Regions from separate parts of the Mus musculus genome. Here region 1 is linked to region 2. A link is a contact called in public Micro-C data. All regions are on one chromosome and are shown on one strand. The core of a region is the stretch at or near the end of the contact, and the rest is flanking DNA. Distances in the headings are between cores, read along the strand shown. Region 1 has its middle 36 kb from the start of Platr6. Region 2 has its middle 5.0 kb from the start of Gm5420.

What was found. A called contact is a pair of places that touch in the nucleus more often than the background predicts.
Region 1: a contact with region 2 is called in a Micro-C map of the G1E-ER4 cell line, with 2.9 times the contacts expected there. The contact joins two enhancer-like sites. A contact is called at or near these places in 8 of 39 promoter capture datasets (the C10 cell line, the HPC-7 cell line, cranial neural crest and 3 more), 1 of 15 datasets of contacts at CTCF or cohesin (the G1E-ER4 cell line), 7 of 484 Hi-C or Micro-C datasets (the G1E-ER4 cell line, cumulus cells, muscle stem cells and 1 more), 7 of 115 datasets of contacts at active chromatin or transcription factors (bone marrow-derived macrophages, embryonic stem cells, pancreatic cancer cells and 1 more) and 1 of 9 other capture datasets (embryonic stem cells).

What each region holds. Positions count from the first base shown.
Region 1 is chr10:21,819,315-21,824,904 of GRCm38.p6, forward strand. No RefSeq gene overlaps it. Among named protein-coding and RNA genes, the nearest start is that of Platr6, 36 kb to the right of the region's middle. Within about 2 kb of position 2,142, at least 20 of the 459 cell types and tissues checked have an H3K27ac peak or open chromatin away from gene starts, as enhancers often do. A contact at or near this core is called in the G1E-ER4 cell line, where this site is marked.
Region 2 is chr10:21,683,129-21,688,661 of GRCm38.p6, forward strand. No RefSeq gene overlaps it. Among named protein-coding and RNA genes, the nearest start is that of Gm5420, 5.0 kb to the right of the region's middle. Within about 2 kb of position 3,038, at least 92 of the 459 cell types and tissues checked have an H3K27ac peak or open chromatin away from gene starts, as enhancers often do. A contact at or near this core is called in the G1E-ER4 cell line, where this site is marked.

The sequences.
Region 1 (5,590 bases), core at 892-3,391, 140 kb after region 2:
ACTTCCCTAGGCCACCAGATCCTCTGGATGCCAGAAAACCAGATTTTTACATTCAACTGCCCATATCAACAAACTCAAATTTTGGTGGTTGCTGTTGAAACGCTCTCAGAGACAAACCAAGCAAATCTATGGGCAAGCATGTGAGTTATGCCCGTTTGCTTTCAAGAAGGGGCTGGAGAGATGGCTCAGCAGTTAAGAGCACTGGCTGCTGTTCCAGAGGTCCTGGGTTAGACTCCATATGATGGTCCAGTTCCAGGAGGTCTAACGTCCTCTCTGAACAAACAGGGGCATCAGGCATATCAGGCACACACACAGGCCAGACGCTTATTCACGGAAATAAAAGTATTTTTTAAAAAAATCAATTAATTAATGTTGTAATCGAAATATAATGAATAAAAGTATCTCTACTGTTGACTTACATTTTACTTCTGACTTGCAATATCAGTTGGAGGTGAGCATAAATCTCACTTGGTGTATTGAGTTTGTAAGGTCTGGATTCAGCTTCACTGTTAAGCTGTGGGGGAGGGGCAGCTCTCTGATTCTGGTTATTTTAGTTCCTGTTATGTATTTAGCACCCAGCAGAAACACCTGGAAAACAGTTCATGTGTCTGCAGTTCTGTGTTTCCAGAAAATGGCTGCCTTGTAACTGTGCCTGTCTCTAGGCTGAAGGCAGCACGGAGGATCCACACCGCTGACACAGACATCTTCCCAAGTGTGAAACAGGATGAAAGGACTGTCTATAGGTGGGCAGTGTGCATGGAGCCTTCAGATACCATGAGAGGTCGCTCTGTAAGAGGGTGCTTCCAGGTCAGGTCTAGCTTGACTTTTTAGTTCTAGTCCTTGGATCCATTTCTCTCTCCTTCCTCTCCTCTCCATCGTTAGCCCTGCCCCCTCTCCCTCCCACCCCCCACTTTTTTCCCTTTCCTCTATCATAGCGCTTGTGCCTAGAGCTCTTTCTCTCCTTCCTCCTCTCATGATCCATTCCTGCTCTCCTGGCTCCTGCGGGTTATATGCTCACAGCTAAAGATTTAGACATTAGATCCACAACGAAGAGAGAACATGTGGAATTTGTGGGTCTGTGTTAGCTCGCTCAGTAGAATATTTTCTGGTTCCATCCACTTGTCTAAAAATGTCATTTCCCTTTCCTTTACAGCTGAATCGAATCCCTCTGTGCAAATGTGCCACCTTTTCATTATTCGTTAAGCCAGTGAAGGGTGACCAGGCTGCTTTCATTTCCTAGCTATTGGGACTAGAACAGCGATAAAGATGGCTAGGGAATAGCTTTCAAAAACGGTTTTTAAATTAAAAAAAAAAAAAGCGCCCCCACCCCGAGGGAGGGAGGTATGGTGGCACATGCCTTTCATCCCAGGATGCAGAGGCAGATGGATATCTGTGAGTTAAAGACCAGCCTGGTCTATACAATGAGCGCTGGGCCAACTGGAGTTATAGATTGAGAACCCGAGAGAGAGAGAGAGAGAGAGAGAGAGAGAGAGAGAGAGAGAGAGAGAGGAAAAAAGAAAGAAATGAAAGAGAAGGGGATAGAGAGAAGGGACGGGATGGATAGAGGGAGGGAGGTAAGAAGGGAGGGAGGTAATGGGGGGAGTGAAGGAGGAAGGGAGAGAAGGACTAAAGGAGGGAGGGAGGGAAGCTGGAGAGATTAAGGAATGCCATTCTCAAACCATATCACACTATGGTTGGTGGGAGATTCTCCCTCCTCAAAGCTACCAGAGTTCTCTCTGTTTAGTCACAGGACATGTAGGTCCTTGGTGGTAGGAAGAGGTTGTAGGCCAAGCATGGAAGAAACACGCATCATCTCACACACATCCATGGCTTCAGTCACATGATTATGCTACCTGCCAAGAAAGATGGTCTCACTACATATGTGCTTAAGAAGAAGAGAAAACACTGGCTGTGGCTGAGCAATGCCTGTCATCTCTGACATAGCTGAGGCTGTCCCAGGAAAGCTAACCAACAATGGACAACAAGTCTGTCACTGAGCCTTTAGTGGGATCCTCAGCTGACAGACAGCCATGGGGCTGAGAGGTGACAGGGTTGCCTCCCAGTTCACTATCTGAAGCCAACTAGCTAGACACAGGGAGGCTGTGCCTGCCTACTAACTCTCTTTCCTGTATTCTTTCAGTCCCCAGAGCTCACTCTGGGGGAACCATGTGAAGGGGGGGCTCCCCTTCCCTCAGATAAGATCAGCTACACTCACCCTCAGCCATAACACAGGGCCTTGAGAACAACGTGCTGGTTAAAGAGGGAGATGGTGTCCTTGGAGCCTGCAGTGGCCCCTAGCCTCAGCCTTCCTTGACAATGAGAGTGATCAGTACCACTGTTAATTTAAAGCAGGAAACTGGCAGAGCTGTTTCTTTATCACGTCCTCTTCGGAGCTGAACAACCACACAGGAGTGTGAGCAGACACGTGGAATGTGTTCGGTAGATTTTGTTGGTTTCAAACAGAACTTTTCAAACTATAAGTTACCACTTATGATTGGGTCCTAAATCAATTTAGTTAATGGCAGACTTCGTTTCTGTTATGTGAGATAGGGCCTCCTCCTACCCCACCCCCCACCCCCCACCCCCCACTGACATGGAATTTGCTATAGCAGAGGCTGGCCTTGAACTTAGCATCTTCCTGTCTCTTAATCCCAGGCATCAGCATTAGAGGTGTGTACCTCTAGGCCCCATAACAGTTAAGACTTTTTCTATAAAATGAGCTTTTCATTCACTGTAAGAAAGATAATTTCAGTAAACTTTTGCTCAGAGCCACATGCTTTCATTAGGAACATGGGTTCCTATGAAAGCAGATATGGTCAAAGAGAGTTGAAAACTACCAGCTTATAAAATGAGTTAATGCTCTGATTCTAAAACCTTAAAGTAGCTTTTCCAGATATTTCCAGATACTTTTTAAGCAACAATTAATCTGTACATCACCCCCAATTGATTATTTCATGTTTGTATCTGTTAACAGCAGGGCTATTTTTCAAGAGGAATACTTGGAAATATTTACCTGCTATTCAAAAATACATAGAAAATTGGTTTCTTATGTATTCAGTATATAATTAAAAACTTCATTCATTGAAAATCACTCCAAAGTTAAAAATGTAAAGGAAAAAAATGGAAATCAAAATCAAATCCACTAGCAAAATACCCTCAGCTGGGAGAAGATAAACATCAGAACATGAAACCATGGACAAGCAGAATTCATCATTAAAATCTGTTTCCTCTTCTGTGTGCAGTGACCTAGACCACTGACATAAATTAATCAGCCTGACCTGCCATTTCTGAGCCTGTGTAATAATTTTCAAATAACATTCCCTTGACAGTTAACTGGGCTTTAGAAAAACAAAAGAAGAATAGACCATAAAGCCTTTTGTTGTTCCACTCACCTATGCCTTATTTAAGTATCTGTTAAACATTCACACATGGACTCATACACACTCACACACACACTAAACTCACACACATACACTTATACATATACTCATACACACTCACACACATTTACAATCCACTGACACTCACATACATACTCACACTCACACATGGACTTATACACACTCATACACATTCATACACACACTCACACACACTCACACAATACACTTACATACACACACACTTATATATATACTCACACACTCACACACATTCACAACCCACTGACACTCACACACACACACACTCACACATACTCACACTTACATATACACACACATATACACGTGCATGTGCAGCTATAGGTCTGCATGCATAATTAGAGGGCAGAAACCAGATACCTGATACTGTTGGTCCTCCCCAGGATCCAATTCATGTGGCTGATCCAGATCATAAGAGTTAATAAAGATTTTGTCTGTCAGGAACTAGAAAAAGTTCTGTCCCTGTGGCTAACCAAGCTAACATCACAGGACACTTCTCACTGTATTGCACGGCATTGTTAATAGCATCCTATCATGTTTAAAAACCCTGCGGATGACAGTTTGGTGTACTCCTTTGCAAGGACAAGGCTGATGAGCCTGCTATATTTTGTTTTAGAATCATTAGTGTATGTGGTAGAGTTTAGGGGCTGGGGCTGGAAAGGATGTGAAGTGTCCTTCAGTTTGAACTCTTCATGTTGCTGATAGAAAAATGTAGTAAAGAGGCACATACTGCCGCACGAGTCGCCTCAGAGGCAGCAAGACAGGTGCGACAGCCAGATGGTCCCCGACACACTTCACTTCCTGTGCCCATCCAAGGTCAGTCTGACAAACTCTGTGTTTTGAGGATAAGTTGCCTCTACATGATATGTGTCTATGTGCATGTATGCGCTTACTCATGAAGCATTTATGATCTACTGAGAATATGTGTGGCAGACACGGTGCAGACACTCTAGGAAGAAGAAAAGCAGTGAAGAAAAAGGGTGATTGTCAGCAGATGAACCATGATGGCTTAAACAGAGAATAATAATCCACAATAGAGAAGTATGAACTGAGGCAGAAGAGACACCTCAGCAGCGAAGAGCTCTGAGTTCACTTCCCAGTATCCTTATCATGGCTTACAATCACCTGTAACACCAGTTCCAGAGAGTTCAACACTCTCTCCTGGCTTTCCGGGGCCCTAAACATAAACACAGTGAGCATACGCACATGCAGACACTCACATGTAAACACAAAATGGAATAAATCCTTAAAGTAGATAAATAAGTATAGGCTGGGTGTCGTAGCTCACACTTGTAATCCCAGCATGTCTGAAGCATGAAGAATTTTCTTTCGCTTTAGATCATCATAATTAGTTAGGATGGTATCAGAACAAATCAGGAACCAAATGCTTATATGGATACGAGATGTAAATACCCACTTGAGGGTGACATTCCCACAGGCAGACTCCATAGCATTGACCACTGACTAGCATTCCTTAGAGTCAGATTGACTCAGACAGTGGTAGTCTAGCTGGAAAGGAGGTGTATGTGGAAGCCAGTGTAGGTAGGTAGTTTAAACCTGTGTAAAGAAAGCCACCACTTATATTTTTAAAGACGTAGACGTCTTGAGATATAGGCAGGAGAGTTTCTGAAACACAGGTGGGAGGCGAGGCAGAGGCAAGGCACAGAAGGAATGTAACTTTGTCTTGGATGAGACTTAGGTGAAAAAACGTCAACATCAGTGCGCCCAGCAGCCGTCTGGGCCTGTTGCACAGTTCAGGGCTGGCTGTCTTGACATTTCCCATTTTCTATGTGCTCCTGTGACTCAGTGCTTTGCTGAGCAAATGCTGGTCTGGGAATGGCTGCATTTCTTGATGAATATTGATGAAGTTGAATGTGAAGCCGCTAGTACCGCATCTTGCTCTATGAATAACAGGGCGCACATAAATGATTAAAGCAAAGCAACCAGAAACCCGGCATTGCCGGTCTTCCCTGGGATCGGATTCATTTGTCAGCTCCCCAAGGTCACTGGCCTCGATTTCCCAGGGCCTAGCCACAACCATGATTAATTGATCTCCTCTCTCATTTCACACACTTAATTTGAAGCAGGGAAAGAGTAAAAACATCTGAAATAATTGGCCTGTAAGCATCTGTGTTCAGCTTCCTGCATCCTCTAAAACATGTGGTTAC
Region 2 (5,533 bases), core at 1,788-4,287:
AAGCCTTCCTCTTTCTGAAACTAGTATCCATGGACACTGAGAGCCCAATGCCTCAGGAATTGGACGGATGAGATGTGCTCAGTAGATCACTAGTAGTAATAGTGAGATGTTATTTCCTGACTCCTAAATCCTACTACAGGAGAAACTGAAATATGAATTATATGCTGACCTAGGTGGAACTTTGCATCTAAAGAACAGTAAGTGGGCCTTCAAAAGAATAGTCTGTCCGTCTATTAAGCCAATGAAGACCACAGTAAGATCAATAGCTGGCATGCATGCAGCCACTTCTGTGCCCCCTTTGCCATGGAAGAAGTCTCAATCACGAGTGACACTGTGTGAAATCCGTTACGGTTCTGGTTTGGGGGTGGGAAGGGGTTAGCAGAAATACTGCGGGTGTAGGAGTCAAATGCCTATTCACAGTGAGTCTCTATTCTAGGAAGAGAAAATATGCGTCTCTTCCATGAGGAAAATGATGTGGTGTCAATTAATCTGCTAATGGATGTCTTGCTAGGAACTGGGTGTGGTGCCAAGTCAAGGTCTTGTTGGCTATTTGAAGACTAAGCACACAGCAAATCCCTTTCCAGCTTTTTTTTTTCTTTCTTTTTTTTTCAGAGCAAAGATTATGGTGTGCTCATCAGAGAAGGCACCAAGAAGATGAAGGAGAAGCTAAGGGGAGACAGGTCAGCTTCAAGCCAAGGACCTGCCTCACAGTGGAGAGGCCGGCCAGCAGAAGAGCATGAGGGAGCTAAATGCGTTAGTGTTTCATGTCTCCCTCGCCTTCCATCATTAAAGCCTTTCTTGACAGTTCTCCCTACTCAGAAACATGAAGGAATTGTCAGAAATCTGGTTTAGCTTAAGCACCACACACACACAACTTGGGGTAGATTATTTGAGGATAGAAACCTGTTTGAGATAAAGGAAAGCAGCCCTTGTGCCCAGGAATTCTCATCAATTTTCCTTAAGAACCTGAAAGGTTTTTTTCTTCTTACCTACAAAGCATTGATTCTATAGTGTGTGTGTGTGTGTGTGTGTGTGTGTGTGTGTGTATGTCCCACACTGGGGAGATTATCAAAAGAGATGTTTTTGGAAACATGCTACTTCTTAATAAATAAATATTTAACACTATGAAAATATATTCACAGTAGGAGTGTATTATTTATCAACCAATTCCTAGTGAGACTAAATTTTGTTTAGCTTTAAGATTTCTTTCTCTTTTTTTTTTTATACTGTTCAAAGAATTTGAATTTGCTTTAAAGTGTAAAAATGTGCTGCAGGCAGAAGGCAGTGTGAAATGTTCTTGCATGATAATGAAGAGAAAAACTCAAAAACTTGCTCTCCAGCTCGCCTGTGCCGATGCTCTGAGGTAAATGACTGCAGGGCTTTCAGAATCCACCGTCCTGGGACCGCCCTTTCCTAGGCAAAGCATCCTCCTCCTTCATGCAGTCAGAGGCATTTCCCTTTTGTTTCTGGTCCATTCTCTCAGAGAAAACTGACAACCACCGATAGATAACCTCTTTATTCACCAATTTCCTTAGAAAATGATAAGAAGGGGGTCCTGTCTAGGAAGACAGAGGTGAGTGTATGTGCCAAGCTCCAGCGGGATCGGAAGAGAATTCACCATGGAGGACAGCTACCAGGAAAGCAGCCATGTCTGAGACTGATGGGAGGGTGGTGCTCAGATCAGCCCTTCCTATCTCAGACCCACACATGATTTCCCGATGAAGACATTTGTCCACCCAGCATCGCTGGTGTCTCTAACCATTCCTACCACAGAACAACAGCTGTCAACACCTGCCCCAGACACAGAAGCCAGGAGAGACTGCAAGTGGGAAAGGGACTGCAATACAAAAACAACTCTGTCCTCTTAGGGACAAAATTGCTCCTATCCATTGCTGACTATGTATCATCTTTGACAAGGACTTAACTATGTAACTTCTAATGAATATGATCACTTAATTAAGGAAGCAAGTTGTCACGTGGCTCTTCAGACACCTGGTTCTATGCCAAAAGGAGTCTGGTGGCTTTTCTTTACTAGGGCATTTGAAGTTTAAAATTTCAAATGAGGTTGATGTGGAGAATCAGTGCATGTTAGGGTCACAATAGACAAAGACCTGAATGACTGGACAAAGGAGGGAGGGGCATAAGAGAACGGAAAATTTTAGGGGACTTTTCCACTCATGGGCAGCATACACCCTCATGCAAACAAAGCCTTGAGGCTAAGACCATATTTTTTTTTTAAAGTGATGAAAGATTTGCTAAGGCCTGGGAGGGGGTGAACAATGGCTCTTTTTTAAAATCCTCCAAAATTCAGTCCGACATGCTAGCAGTTGCAGGGGAAAGCCTTTTGTTTCTGTTTCCAAAATGTGAGTTTCCTTCCTGGAGCCCAGAAAGTTTGAGCTGCTGTCTGTCAGAGGCCAGAGAGCTTAACTGTCAGCCTCTCTGCCCTGACATCTGTCCTTGTCCTGAGTCCCTCACGCTGTTAACCAGCCACCTCTGACAGGAGACACTTGGCTCCGCTAGTCAGAGAGAAGCCACCAGGCGGGTTCTGGAACTCTTAGTTTGCTGGGTGTCGCTCAGTAGCAGCCTCCAGTGAGCTGCTCTCCACGGTGGTCTGTACCCGAGTGGGGATGACAAGGACTCCTGACCACACGAGTCTTTGCCACCTGTGTCTTCTTCCCTTCTTCCTCCACGGATTGTTAGAACCACTTAAAAGCAAAACACCAAAAAAAATACCCCTGGTATCTTTAGCTGCTCCAGCTCACTGTGTTCAGATGCAGTTGCTAAGCTCTGTTGGATAAAACTTAGTACTTAGAGAAAAGTCCACACGGAGTTTTGTTGTGGTGGTGGTGTATTGTGTTGTGTGTTTAATTCAGCTGTGGATAATAGAACAGGTTGCCTTTTAAAAAATGCTGTACCCCATCTCCTCCTCCTTTCTCTATCTGACTTCCAACTGCCAGCCAGTCTGGGAACAGCTCGAAGCTCACTGTGGTCATATGCTATACTGTACTTTGGTGCTTAACAACCTTCATCGAGCTGTCACAAACGGATGATCTCATCGGTCCTCAGATGACCCTGAGATGTGGATAGGGTTGCTGGATTCTTTATCACGGGTTCCCACATGAAGAAAGGAGAGTAAATAAATTATATAACACAGCCAAGGTCACTGTGGCAGTGGTGCAACTGGATTCCAACAGAAGCATTCAACTTCCGGGCTGGCCCCCTGGTTTGTTTACCTTTCCACCTTTGTCGATGGGGCCGATCCAACCCTGTTCAGGAAGGTTATGTGCCTCCTTTGAATTCACCGTTTCTCATGGTAAAGGTTAGCAAGAGTGTAGCCACAGTTCTCTGGTCTCAGTACCTACACACATTTGAGAGGTGACAATTTTTTCTGTTTCTATGTTCTGTTTTCATGCTGGCTTATTATTGTCTTTCCTAGCAGGGATTTTCTATTTAAAAGTCATAATGGGAGCAATTTCTTTTATCTCCTTATTTTCTCTCTTCTGTGTTTTCCCTTCCTTTGTCTTTCTTCTCACACTTCCTCTTTGCTTCCTTTTTCTCTCTGCCTGCCTTTTTCCTGCTTCGTGTGTGTGTGTGTGTGTGTGTGTGTGTGTGTGTGTGTGTGTGAGAACATCTCTATGTGAGTATGTGTTATGTGTGTGAGTGTGTGTATGTGTGTATGTGTGTCCGAGTGTCTATGTGAGAATGTATATGTGACTGTGTGTGAGTTGTGTGTATGTGAGTGTATGTGAGTGAGCATGTGAGTGGGTGTGTGAGTTTGTGTGTGTGTGTTGTGTAATTGTGTGTGAGTAAGTGAGTGGGTTGTGACTCTGTGTGTGTGTGTGTGTGCTGCTAATTATGTACTATAATTTCTGGCTAAGGTATAAGTGTTGAGGCCATACGATTTCACAGGCTGTTATTTTGTCAGTGAATTTTTTTAAGTAATAATTTTCTACATGAGTGAAGAGTAGACAATATTTACACTAATCAAAGAACACATATGGTTAAAAAAAATGAAGACAATATAACTTGCAGATTTCTTCAATGGGCAGTGCCACTTGTTCCTTGTCTTCTCAAATGAAGAATTCCATGGAGGGACACGGGCAGTTTAACCACAGGTAGATTTAGCAAAGCAAAGAGGGATGGAGTGGGCTGTTCCAAAGGGGCTTAGAAGGCTGGTGGATTCTGTATGCTGATTTAAGAGGAACGTATGAATATTTATGGATGGATGGCATATTTATGAAGGCGAGGCCAACTTTCTCCTGTCCAAGTTAGGGTAGACTAGATCTCTTATCTAGGGTATTTCTTTTGTAATTCTCTTTAGATATCTATGGGAGGTGGTGGGTGTGGGCCGGTGTTTCAAAGGCATGTAGAGGTGATTGCATAATACAGTCAGTCACAGAATGTGTCATATTGATGGTGTTTGTTGATAAGTCATGTATGGCAGGTTGTTGGCTCGCCTTCCCCCCCCCCAAAAAAAAAAACAATAATAAGAGAGAAGAGATAAGGGGCATTGCAGTGTTGTTTCTCTTTTTATGCTTGTCAGGTTGGGTGCCAGAGGTGAAGCGGGTGGTTAGATAGCAGCTGCACCCTAGAAGCCATGGGTCATGTGATCCGAGCGCAGCTACATACACCAATCATTTCTACTTCTGTACTTTTATCAACGGAATTACAGCAACCTATGTTTTCAGTAAACTTTAACTGCGGGTTTCATTTCACATTTTAAAAATCGTTATTAAAGCATCAGCCTGCTGAAATGATTACACAAGCCTAGAACGGTGCTTCGGGGAGGAGAGATGCGGCTTCTCCGCAGGAGCGAGCAGGGTTTTCAAAGGAAGAGTGGAGGGGAAAGGGCATCGGGGTTTCTTCCACTTTAATATGAAAATCATGAGCATTCATAGGAGTGCTGTCGACTACCTATTAGAAAATGCATGCAGCATGAATAATCTACAGAGCTGACTGCTTTACAGAGATGCTTTTAAAAAAAGAGGGGTTGCTTTTTGCGACCCAGGAGATTTTTGTTGTTTTGTTTTACACCCCAGGTTGTTCTAGAGGGGAGGGGAGTATATGCTTACTATTCAGAAATGAGCCCTCACTGTGAAGTTGGCAAGAGAAAGGAAAAGCCTAAGAAGGGTATTCTGCTCCACTCTGAGTTTCTTTCCCTTTTGGGGCAATAATGGATGGAATGGTTGTCAATACTCCTGAAAATGGAATTTGTTTAAAAGGACTTTAAATGTTATGTTTCTCCCTTAAGGCTGAGTAACAAAGTGTCACTGTGCGAAGTCTTCAAGCTTCCCTGAATGAATAAGGAAATAGATCAGACCACAGAAACTGAGAAATGTCCTGTAGAGTCATTTCGATGACAATTTTATTTTTGAAGCTGGTCATTTAGTACACCCAAGCACGAAAGCTAACAGTGATGAGCAACAGAATTGTCACCGTTAAGCTCATTTTATGTCCAGTAGAACTGGGTTAAAAAACCAAGGACTGTGCTGTCGTCCAAAGCTTGAGCTGTGCACAGGGTTCTGTGAAGGGT